3 separate regions of the Sus scrofa genome follow, and all the other regions are linked to region 1. The links are chromatin contacts, called in public HiChIP or PLAC-seq maps. All regions are on one chromosome and are shown on one strand. The core of a region is the stretch at or near the end of the contact, and the rest is flanking DNA. Distances in the headings are between cores, read along the strand shown. Region 1 has its middle 140 kb from the start of LY86. Region 2 overlaps RREB1 (ras-responsive element-binding protein 1). Region 3 overlaps RREB1 (ras-responsive element-binding protein 1).

Region 1 (2,859 bases), core at 216-2,715:
TGGTGATGAAGCAGCAAAACCTGAGCCAAAGGCGAGCTGGGCAGAGGGTGACTTTGCTAAAGCCGATGCTGCTTTCTCACTGTGGACGTGAGTGCCCAGGCCCCCAAACCACAGAGGACCCCATGGACAGAGACCGCCTACCAGCTCCCCTGAGTGTCTTTTCCACTCCAGTTTCCCCCGCCTAACACTGGGAAGCCAAAGTCATTTATTCCTGGGCAAAACAAAAACAAACAAACAAAAAACTCATTAAAAATGCTTTTCCTGGAGTTCCCTGGCAGCCTAGCAGGTTAAGGGTCTGGTGTTGTCACTGCAGTGGCTCCGGTTGCTGGTGTGATAGGGGTTCAATCCCTGAGCCAGGAACTTCCGAGGGATCATGGCCACGGCCAAGAAAAAAAAATGCTTTTCCTGTCAAAGAAATAAGAACCATTATTCTTTAGGAAGCTGACTTTTACACTTTGTGAAAAAGTCAAAGTCATACCAGCACTGGATTCTTTCCTTTTGAGCCATCAAACTCCTAGAGCAGGTGTTTAGATCTGAGGGACGACGGTCAGGAGCCTCGCCCGCCCATGGGCAGTTGACCTGCCTCTGGTGTACTATTTACGTTCAGGTAAACAATGCCTTTTCATTTTTCCACTGTCGGCAGGATAGTCCAAGGATCAGATCACCCTAAACGGTGATCTGGCACATGATTGGCCGCAGAGGACGAACTCACGTGTCGTGCTTTTTTTCCCGGAGGCAGCGGTAATGAGGAGGATTAGAATAGGGTTGGGTTAAATTCAGCTTCCGCTATAGATAGCCCAAAGATTTCGTGGGATAGGCTTGTAAAAATCCATTTGTTGTTTATCTGAAAATCTCATTTAATTGGGCACCCTGTACTTTTAAAATTTGCTAGATCTGGTTGGCTAGTCGGGTTAGAGCTGGAAAGTCTTCACTGGACAGCATCCTAGCATCCTGCATCCTGAGAGATTCCCAGCATGCTCTCTGTTCCATTTTGTTTGGCTTGCACCTCTAGATGAGCCCGCGGTTCTTGTGGCTGCTGCCTCCGTCCCCATGAGAAAGACGGAAAAATGAGTTTGTAAGGATCTCTCTGATCCTCAGTGAATACCTTATATGAATGAAGTTATCACTTTAAATGAACCCCGTCAGCGGCCCTTGTTACCTCAACTCCTAACATCTGCCTTCAGGCCATGAGGGCCGGGGGGCGGAAGGGTGGCAGAGGGTGGGAGGGGAAAATCTGGAAGATGCAATGATTAGACCCACTCTCCCCTCCGCTGTTCTAGAATAGCTCTAGCGGCAAAGAAGAAACGCGGCATCGCCGAGGGATATCTTCTGCTCTGAGCGATGCTTCTGCTCCTGGCAAAGTTTTCAATGTGCTTCCTTCCCGGGTGTCCCGGTCTATTGTTTTCAGCTGGGCTCCGCACGGAGCTGGAGCGCTGAGTCTCCTTCTATAAACTGACCCCTGGTGGTTGCTATAGCAACTGCAAAGGGAGCGCCCTGAGCTGGGTAAACAAGGCTGATTCCCAGGGCTGGGCCGGGGGAGTCCCGTGTGCCTGAGAAGGGGTTTCTGGGGCGAGTCGGAAAGGCTGCAGGACAGCCCCCCTCATTCCCTCCCCGCCCACTGCCCCACCCCTCTCGCTCCCCCTCCCCCCTCCCTCCCTCCTCCCTCCTTCCTCGCCTTCCCTTTGCCCTCTCCCCTCCCACCAGACCAGGATGTGGGAGGGAAGCGTGCAGGGGCCTGCCTTTGACGCCGGGGAGCTGAACACCGTACCCCTGAAACGACATCTAAACGTTCCCCTAGAGCCCTAGGCTAGAGATGTGCCAATCTGACCCTGACAAACCAACCACCTGTGTCGCTGCCACACCTGCTTCAGGCCCGAGCTGCCGTGGGTGATGCGGGCCGGGGCTTCGCGGCCTCGGCGGCGCTCTGGGGTAATCCCGCAGGCGGAACCCGAGACAGAAGCGCAAGGTTTCTGAGGCCTGCGTGGCTCGCCTGAGGCTTTTTCCTGTTTTGGAAGGAATGATGGCGAAAGACATGTGGTACCTAAGAGGGCTGTGCCTCTGACCCTCAACACAGACACACGCAGCACACATCTGCACACACGTGCATGCACATGCAACACACATGCACACACACGTACACCCATACACACCCACACAAACAATACACACATGTACACATGTACACAGAGATACATAGTAACATATACATGCATACATATACATGTACACACATGCACACATGAATACACATGTACACACACAAGTACCTACACGCATATGAACACAATACACATGCATACACACGCACACATACGCATGAATACACTCACATGCAGACACATCAATACATAATACAGGTGTGTACACAAACATACACACTTCCATATACATCCATAATATATAGGCAGGTATATACATATTCATATACATGCAAACGCACATACACCTGCTGGCAGGAAGCCTTCCGCATGTAACAGCAGAGGGTGTATCTTCAGTTTTCTCTGGTTAGTTCTCTCCTGCCCTCATCCAGTTGAAAGTTTTGTATGTTAATATGAACTCTGTGGCGCATCTCACACCACGACTTGCCTGGAGGCCTCCTAAAAAGTTCCTCCACACGGATGGATTGAGGGGAAATCTGGATTTTATATTTTTCACAGGCCAGTACAGGTTTTCATTTTTTTCTATAAAAATCAGTATTTCTGGAGTTCCCATTGTGGCTCAGTGGTTAACAAATCCGACTAGGAACCATGAGGTTGCGGGTTCGATCTGTGACCTCGCTCAGTGGGTTAAGGATCCTGCGTTGCTGTGGCTGTGGTGTAGGCCGGCGGCTACAGGTCTGATGTGACCCCTAGCCTGGGA
Region 2 (2,859 bases), core at 228-2,727, 370 kb before region 1:
TTTGTTGGCTGGGGGTTGGTCCTTTCGGTCTCCAAGGACTTTAATGCAAATGGATGATGTTCTTGTTTGTGCCCAGATCCATGGCCAGTTCTCAAAAAACCCCAAAAGTTAGGCTCTTCAAGTCCCTGAACCAGGGCCCGCCCCGTGGGGATGGACGCCGCAGAGCCGTCCTTTTGCATCACGTGCCTGTAAGGGACACTCCGTCCGGCCTTGTTACTAATTTTTAGAGGACAGCTCATGGCTCTGGGCTGGGGTAGAAACGTGGTGTGATAAACACACGATTGTGGCGTGGCGATTGTGGCGTGGCGTGGGCACTCTGCAGGGACGAGGGCGGAGGAAGAAGCCGTCCGCGGGGCAACTCCCAGCAGGGCTGACAGTGACTTAACCGGCCCCGGCCAGGAAACAAGGAACGGGTAACCACAAATGGAGCGGTTTCCCCAATAACCGTGCCGAGGACCTGCGACGGGTGGTGACCGCGCACACAGACTGCGAGTCAGGCCAAGAGAAAGGTGGAGGCGGAGTCGCCAGCGGGTGACCTACAGAGACAGAAAACAAGGCCACCAAAAATCTGAGAGAAAAAATATTTTAAACCTTGAGGGTCCACAGTTCTGGGCGTAGCTCCCCCCAGGTTGCTACAGTGCCCCTGGGCTCATCTGGGGGTCCTGACCCTCCAGAACAAGGTAAAACGCTGAAGAGCAATCCAAAGAGACCCCCTGCTCCCTGGGGCGCCTGATTTTCACATCCTCCTGTCAAGCTGAGGGCCAGGCACACGATCCTGTCACCGAGAAAGGGTTAAAGAAAACTGCTCTGTTTCATTATGCTAAACGCACTTCTGAAAGACTGCTGTGGCAAGTTCCAAATCTCAGGAAACACTTCTTCAGAATCTCAGCTTTCCCCACAAGCTAAGGGAGAGGACCTGCCGTCCCAGCGTGTAAAGGTGTCAGGTGCTGCCAGGCTTCGGGAGGTCTGGGTTTCCGCACAGCCGGGATCCCAGCCTCTGGGAGGCAGGAGTCAACCCACGTCTAAACAGCCATTCAGTTACCCCATCTTTACGAAAGCGGAAGTAGGAGTGCCGCCTTATAACAGGGACTAAGGGCCGACCCGTTCCCAAGTTCTGCCACGGGAAGAGCACCCAGTTCCTTCTCCGTTTCACTGGAAGGGGTTCCCAGCGAGGGACACGAACCCCTAACTTAAGTGTTGCAAGGCTGAACACACTAAACAAGACCCACGTTCAAATAACAGCATCAGGGAAAGGTTCACGGAGTGTTTGTCACAGTCGGAGGACTGGGGCATGCCCTTCATCCTCACGCGTCCCCACGCCCATCTTCCAGGTGGGGGGACGGAGCCCAGGGTCACGGAGATGCCAGGCTCAGGCAAGGCTGGAGCTGGCTGCCCTCCCTCCACCGCTGGGCTGTCCTTCAGAGGACCAGTGCTGCGGGCAGCCCAGCTCCTGCCACGCCCGTGTCACATCCTCGAGGCCTGCCGTCTTTGTAGCACTCTGGCCCTGTCCTCAGAAGCTAAGAAGGCGGCAGGCACCCTGACTACTTCCTCAGGAGACTGAATTTCTTACTCATTATAGCGTTTTAACCGAGGGACTGACATTCCTTTTTTAAAGGGATTTCATGCTTCGTTTTCCCTGTTCTGTCTCCAGAGGCAAGGAGGGGTGAGTGCAAACAACCTCTGGTCGGGGCCCCACCCAGTTCAGACATTCCTCTCCCCCTGCCCACCCCTGCCCTCCCTCCAGGCCCAGCCAGAGAACTGACATCCAGCAGCTGCACTAATCTCTCCCAGTTGCCAGGAGCAACAGTGATGGCCCTGTGACAGGGCCCTGGCCCGCAGCGGCCTGCCCTCCCCACGCCCAGGAATCCGCCGGGCTGCACACCGCGTCCTGACGCCCTGCCCGGGCTGTTCCACCGAAGCGGCGTGGTGTGAAGCGGGGCAGGTCCAGGGGCTGCTCTGCGGGTGGGCTGGCGGGAGCCCAGGAGCCGAGTCTCGGAGGGGCCGTGGGCAGGATAGGGAGGGGGCAACCCTGCCCAAGGTGCCTCCGGCTTCCGGCTACGGAAGGGCACATGCCCTCCCCTCGCTCAGCCCCCAGCATCGTTTCCAATCTGCTCCACCTGGCTGAGCCTTGGAGACCCAGGGACTCTTAAATTTGAGATGCTGACGAGGATTTTGTCATGCCCTCTCCCTATTTTTAGGTTGACATTTAACAAGCACGGGACCAGCGCCATGGGAATCTCTGTTAGGGTCCCCTGCAGATGACGGGCGGGGGCGGGGCAGAGGCAGCGGGGTGCAGTGAAGGGAGCCGAACACTCCTCGGAGCACCGGAGACTCCAGAGGAAGAAGGTTCTGGCACCTCTCCCCCACCCTGGCGGCACAGGGAGCTGCCCCTGCAGAGCCCACCAGGTTCCCCTGGCACGAACTCCCACTGCAGATTTAGGGGTGTCTGTCTCACAAACATCCAGGATCCCGTCGGATGGGGCAGAGGCCCTGAGCCGGGCAAGCACATGGGGGCGCCACGGCATCGGGGGTAAAATGCCAAGGGCAGCTTTCGGCCTGCCAGCCAAGCTTGGACAGCAGGCCACCGGCCCACCTGGCCTCAGCCTGACCCCCTTCACTCCGCGAGAATGGCTCACTCACTGTTTTCTGACGGCCCTTAAGGGGCCCTGTCTCCACCGTCACTGCTTTTCTCTTAAGTCTGGTCAAGCGCCTGGCGCACAACAAGCGTTCATTCATTTGCCAGATGCAGTTTAACTGAAATAATTTTTAAATTATTGAAATAATTTAACTGAAACAATTTAAAAATTATTTATTACCTGATCTCCTTTCATCCAGAAGCCACATAAGATTAGGTAACTT
Region 3 (2,859 bases), core at 167-2,666, 310 kb before region 1:
CTAAAAATTTCAGCAATTCTGGAATGAAATGTTATGTTCAGAGCAACACGAAGCACCGCAGCTGTTCCAGCCAACACGAAAACCGAAAGGGGTGATGCTATCTTTATCCTCTACCTACAGGCAGGGCTGCCCGGGGACCAGCTCAGTCCTAGGCTGCTAAAGCACAGGGACAGGAGCAGCAAAGGAGCACAGGGGCCAGCTGAGCCACCTAAGCGGCCACACACAACAGACCCACCTGGAAGAGAGAAAATGCAGTTCATCACCACAAACTTGAAAACGATGCAAGGAAACACAGCTGCTTGAAAAGCCGTTCTCAATGCTGCTTGGAAAATCCTTTTCAATCAGCTCGAAACTCAAAAAGATCAGATTGCATCTAACTCGACCTGAATTGCCCAAGTGGAAGGAGACCCCTTTTATCCATTTTCTTGGGAAAAAAGACACAGTCGTCTATTCACACTCAGAAAGCTCGTCTTGAGACCACCTCGTGGAAGCAGCCCCAGAGGCGCGTCTTAGCAGACAGATGATGATGGAAACTGGAAGAAGACTCAGAAGGGACGGGGCTGAGAACAGGGCACTCTCACGGCCAAAGCTTGCCCACCGGTTAACGGAGGAAAGTGCTCCTGGTGTGACGGACCCAGGGCCCGCTGAGCAAACACCTCCCACCAGCAACCTCGTTCGGCCTCTGCCAGGCCCTGCTCGGGTCTAAGCGCCTGGGCCGCACGACTGCCTGGCACACACCCCCAGGACTGGCCACGGCCGTCACAGCCCACAACACACGCAAACCACCAACGAATGAAGCTGTGGTGAGGGGGCGCAGCTCGCCGGGGCACTGCCACCAACACCCCACGCTTCCTGCTCATTCGGGCAGACTGTCTCCATTCCGGAGAAAGTGGAAAAACTTCCACAGGGTTGCTACCCTGTGATGGGCAGGCAGCATCGCACCACAGGGAAGGAGTGGACGCCAGGGGCTGCACTGCTCGGGTTCGAATCCTGCCTCTTCCCCTCCTCTGCCGCGGCGGCACTGCTCCTGGTTACAGAGCCTCTCTGCCTCAGGTCCCCCACCTGCAGAGGCGGGGTGCGGGCCGCTGCGAAGCAGGTACATACAGTCTGGGACCTCGTGCAAACGCCCCACGTGCCTGCTGTTCCCAGCACGGCTCCCACTGAGCATCCCGTGCTGTGCAGGCCCAGCAACAAGCGCACAGCAGCACTTTAGGGCTGATCCACCACCAGTTCAACAGGTGCTGAAGACATTCGGTTCCCCCAAGACGGTGGTTCTCAAACTTTAGCAGCAAGCATCCAGAGCGACAACCGCAACAGATTTCTGGGCCCCGCCTCCAGTTTCTGACTCAGAAGGTCGGGGGTGGGGCCTAAGAATTTGTGTTTCTAACAAGATCCCAGGTGATGGTGCTGCTGCCCATGCTGGTCTGAGGCTGCAGCCCTCAGAGAAGCACTGCTCTGAGGACCGGTTACTCCTGGTATTCTGTGCTGCAGGCCTAAGCCTTACCTAGCTTATTTATCTGCAGTGAGCCAGGAGGAGATAAAATAAGGTGAATGGCGCAGCAGTTTATGGCTCAGAGAATACCCACGTGTTCTTTCACGCCACCTAGCACCCCTGCGCCTCTGCATGTGGCAGATCATGTGATATGTTCTGACCAATGGGCTGTGAGCAAGTTGCGGCCTGCTGGCTCTCTGCTGGCAGCGGAACATGGAGGGATGTGTGTGTGCCTGGACTCTGGGTCAGTGCCTGGACTCTGGGTCAGTGCCTGGAAGGGAGCTATTCTAGAGAGCTGCTGGGCCTTCCCAGGAAAGGCAGCGACATTCTGTGGGTTGAGCCGCTGAGGTTTTAAAGTTTGTTTGATAATTCAGCACAGCTTAGATGAACCCCATTAAAACAATTCCTATCATCGTTATAAAATGCACCTTCCCATCGGTCTTCAGTCCAACCTATCAAACCCAGGTGTTGATTGTAACAAAATCAGTTAGCTAGGATTTCTACCGTCCTCTCATTCGCTTGGATTCAACAAAAAGATGAGTTTTTTCTTTGATCCTCCCATATTGGGTCCATTTTTCACCAGATATAAAAATTCTTCTCTGCAACATGATGTAACAGTTGCCAATAATTTGGAAAGTTAAATATGCTAAGAAGCGTTGAAAACTTGAAAAGTAAACAATGAAGGACTCAGACCAAAAGCCCCATGAAACAAAGTAGGTATGCACGCGCGCACGCGCGCACACACACACGCACACAAGACATCAGAATCCCTTGACAGGCCAGAAGGCAGGCCAGAAGGAAAAGGTTTCAAATGTATTAAATCATAGGCAAATTAAGATCCTGTTTTGCCCAAAGAGGAGAAGGTGATCTCTTTATGGTAAAAGCATCACCACGTAATCACAAAACCACTTGTTGAAAAAAAATCCTAATTTCTAGTCGACCTAGGAAAATCTGCAACCTAACACGCAGGTGATGAACTGCCGTCTGCTACCTTCCAGATTATGTGGAATTAAACATCATAAAGATGCTCCTCTTATAAAAAAAACTGCCACCACCCCCCCCAACACGCACAGCCGAAACAAAAATGTCATCTAGAGCAATTCAACAACTTAAACTAGAAAATTTATGAATTACACAAAAAGAATTGGGAAGAGGAAATTTTAAAATAGGTAGTAAGAGTCACACAGGTCCTTCCGGGTCCCAGGAGCCAAAAGCACTTCTCTGGAGAACCCTCTCCACGGGGACTTCAGCGGAGCAGGCTCCGGGACACATCGAAAAGCCGGGGGGATTTCCTGCTAGAATTCTCCCAAGCCCCTCCCTTCTACAGAGGACAGGAACACACCCACGCACACACTCGAAACCTCATC

What was found. HiChIP or PLAC-seq counts read pairs in DNA pulled down with a chosen protein or histone mark.
Region 2: a contact with region 1 is called in an H3K27ac HiChIP or PLAC-seq map of skeletal muscle. The contact joins two enhancer-like sites. A contact is called at or near these places in 2 of 2 datasets of contacts at active chromatin or transcription factors (alveolar macrophages and skeletal muscle).
Region 3: a contact with region 1 is called in an H3K27ac HiChIP or PLAC-seq map of skeletal muscle. The contact joins two enhancer-like sites. A contact is called at or near these places in 2 of 2 datasets of contacts at active chromatin or transcription factors (alveolar macrophages and skeletal muscle).

Annotation. Positions count from the first base shown.
Region 1 is chr7:4,245,102-4,247,960 of Sscrofa11.1, reverse strand. No RefSeq gene overlaps it. Among named protein-coding and RNA genes, the nearest start is that of LY86, 140 kb to the right of the region's middle. Within about 2 kb of position 1,465, at least 16 of the 83 cell types and tissues checked have an H3K27ac peak or open chromatin away from gene starts, as enhancers often do. A contact at or near this core is called in skeletal muscle, where this site is marked.
Region 2 is chr7:4,611,964-4,614,822 of Sscrofa11.1, reverse strand. The region is part of intron 8 of RREB1 (ras-responsive element-binding protein 1); the gene reads right to left. Among named protein-coding and RNA genes, the nearest start is that of SSR1, 72 kb to the left of the region's middle. Within about 2 kb of position 1,477, at least 31 of the 83 cell types and tissues checked have an H3K27ac peak or open chromatin away from gene starts, as enhancers often do. A contact at or near this core is called in skeletal muscle, where this site is marked.
Region 3 is chr7:4,553,973-4,556,831 of Sscrofa11.1, reverse strand. All of the region lies in intron 1 of RREB1 (ras-responsive element-binding protein 1), which reads right to left. Among named protein-coding and RNA genes, the nearest start is that of RREB1, 43 kb to the right of the region's middle. Within about 2 kb of position 1,416, at least 17 of the 83 cell types and tissues checked have an H3K27ac peak or open chromatin away from gene starts, as enhancers often do. A contact at or near this core is called in skeletal muscle, where this site is marked.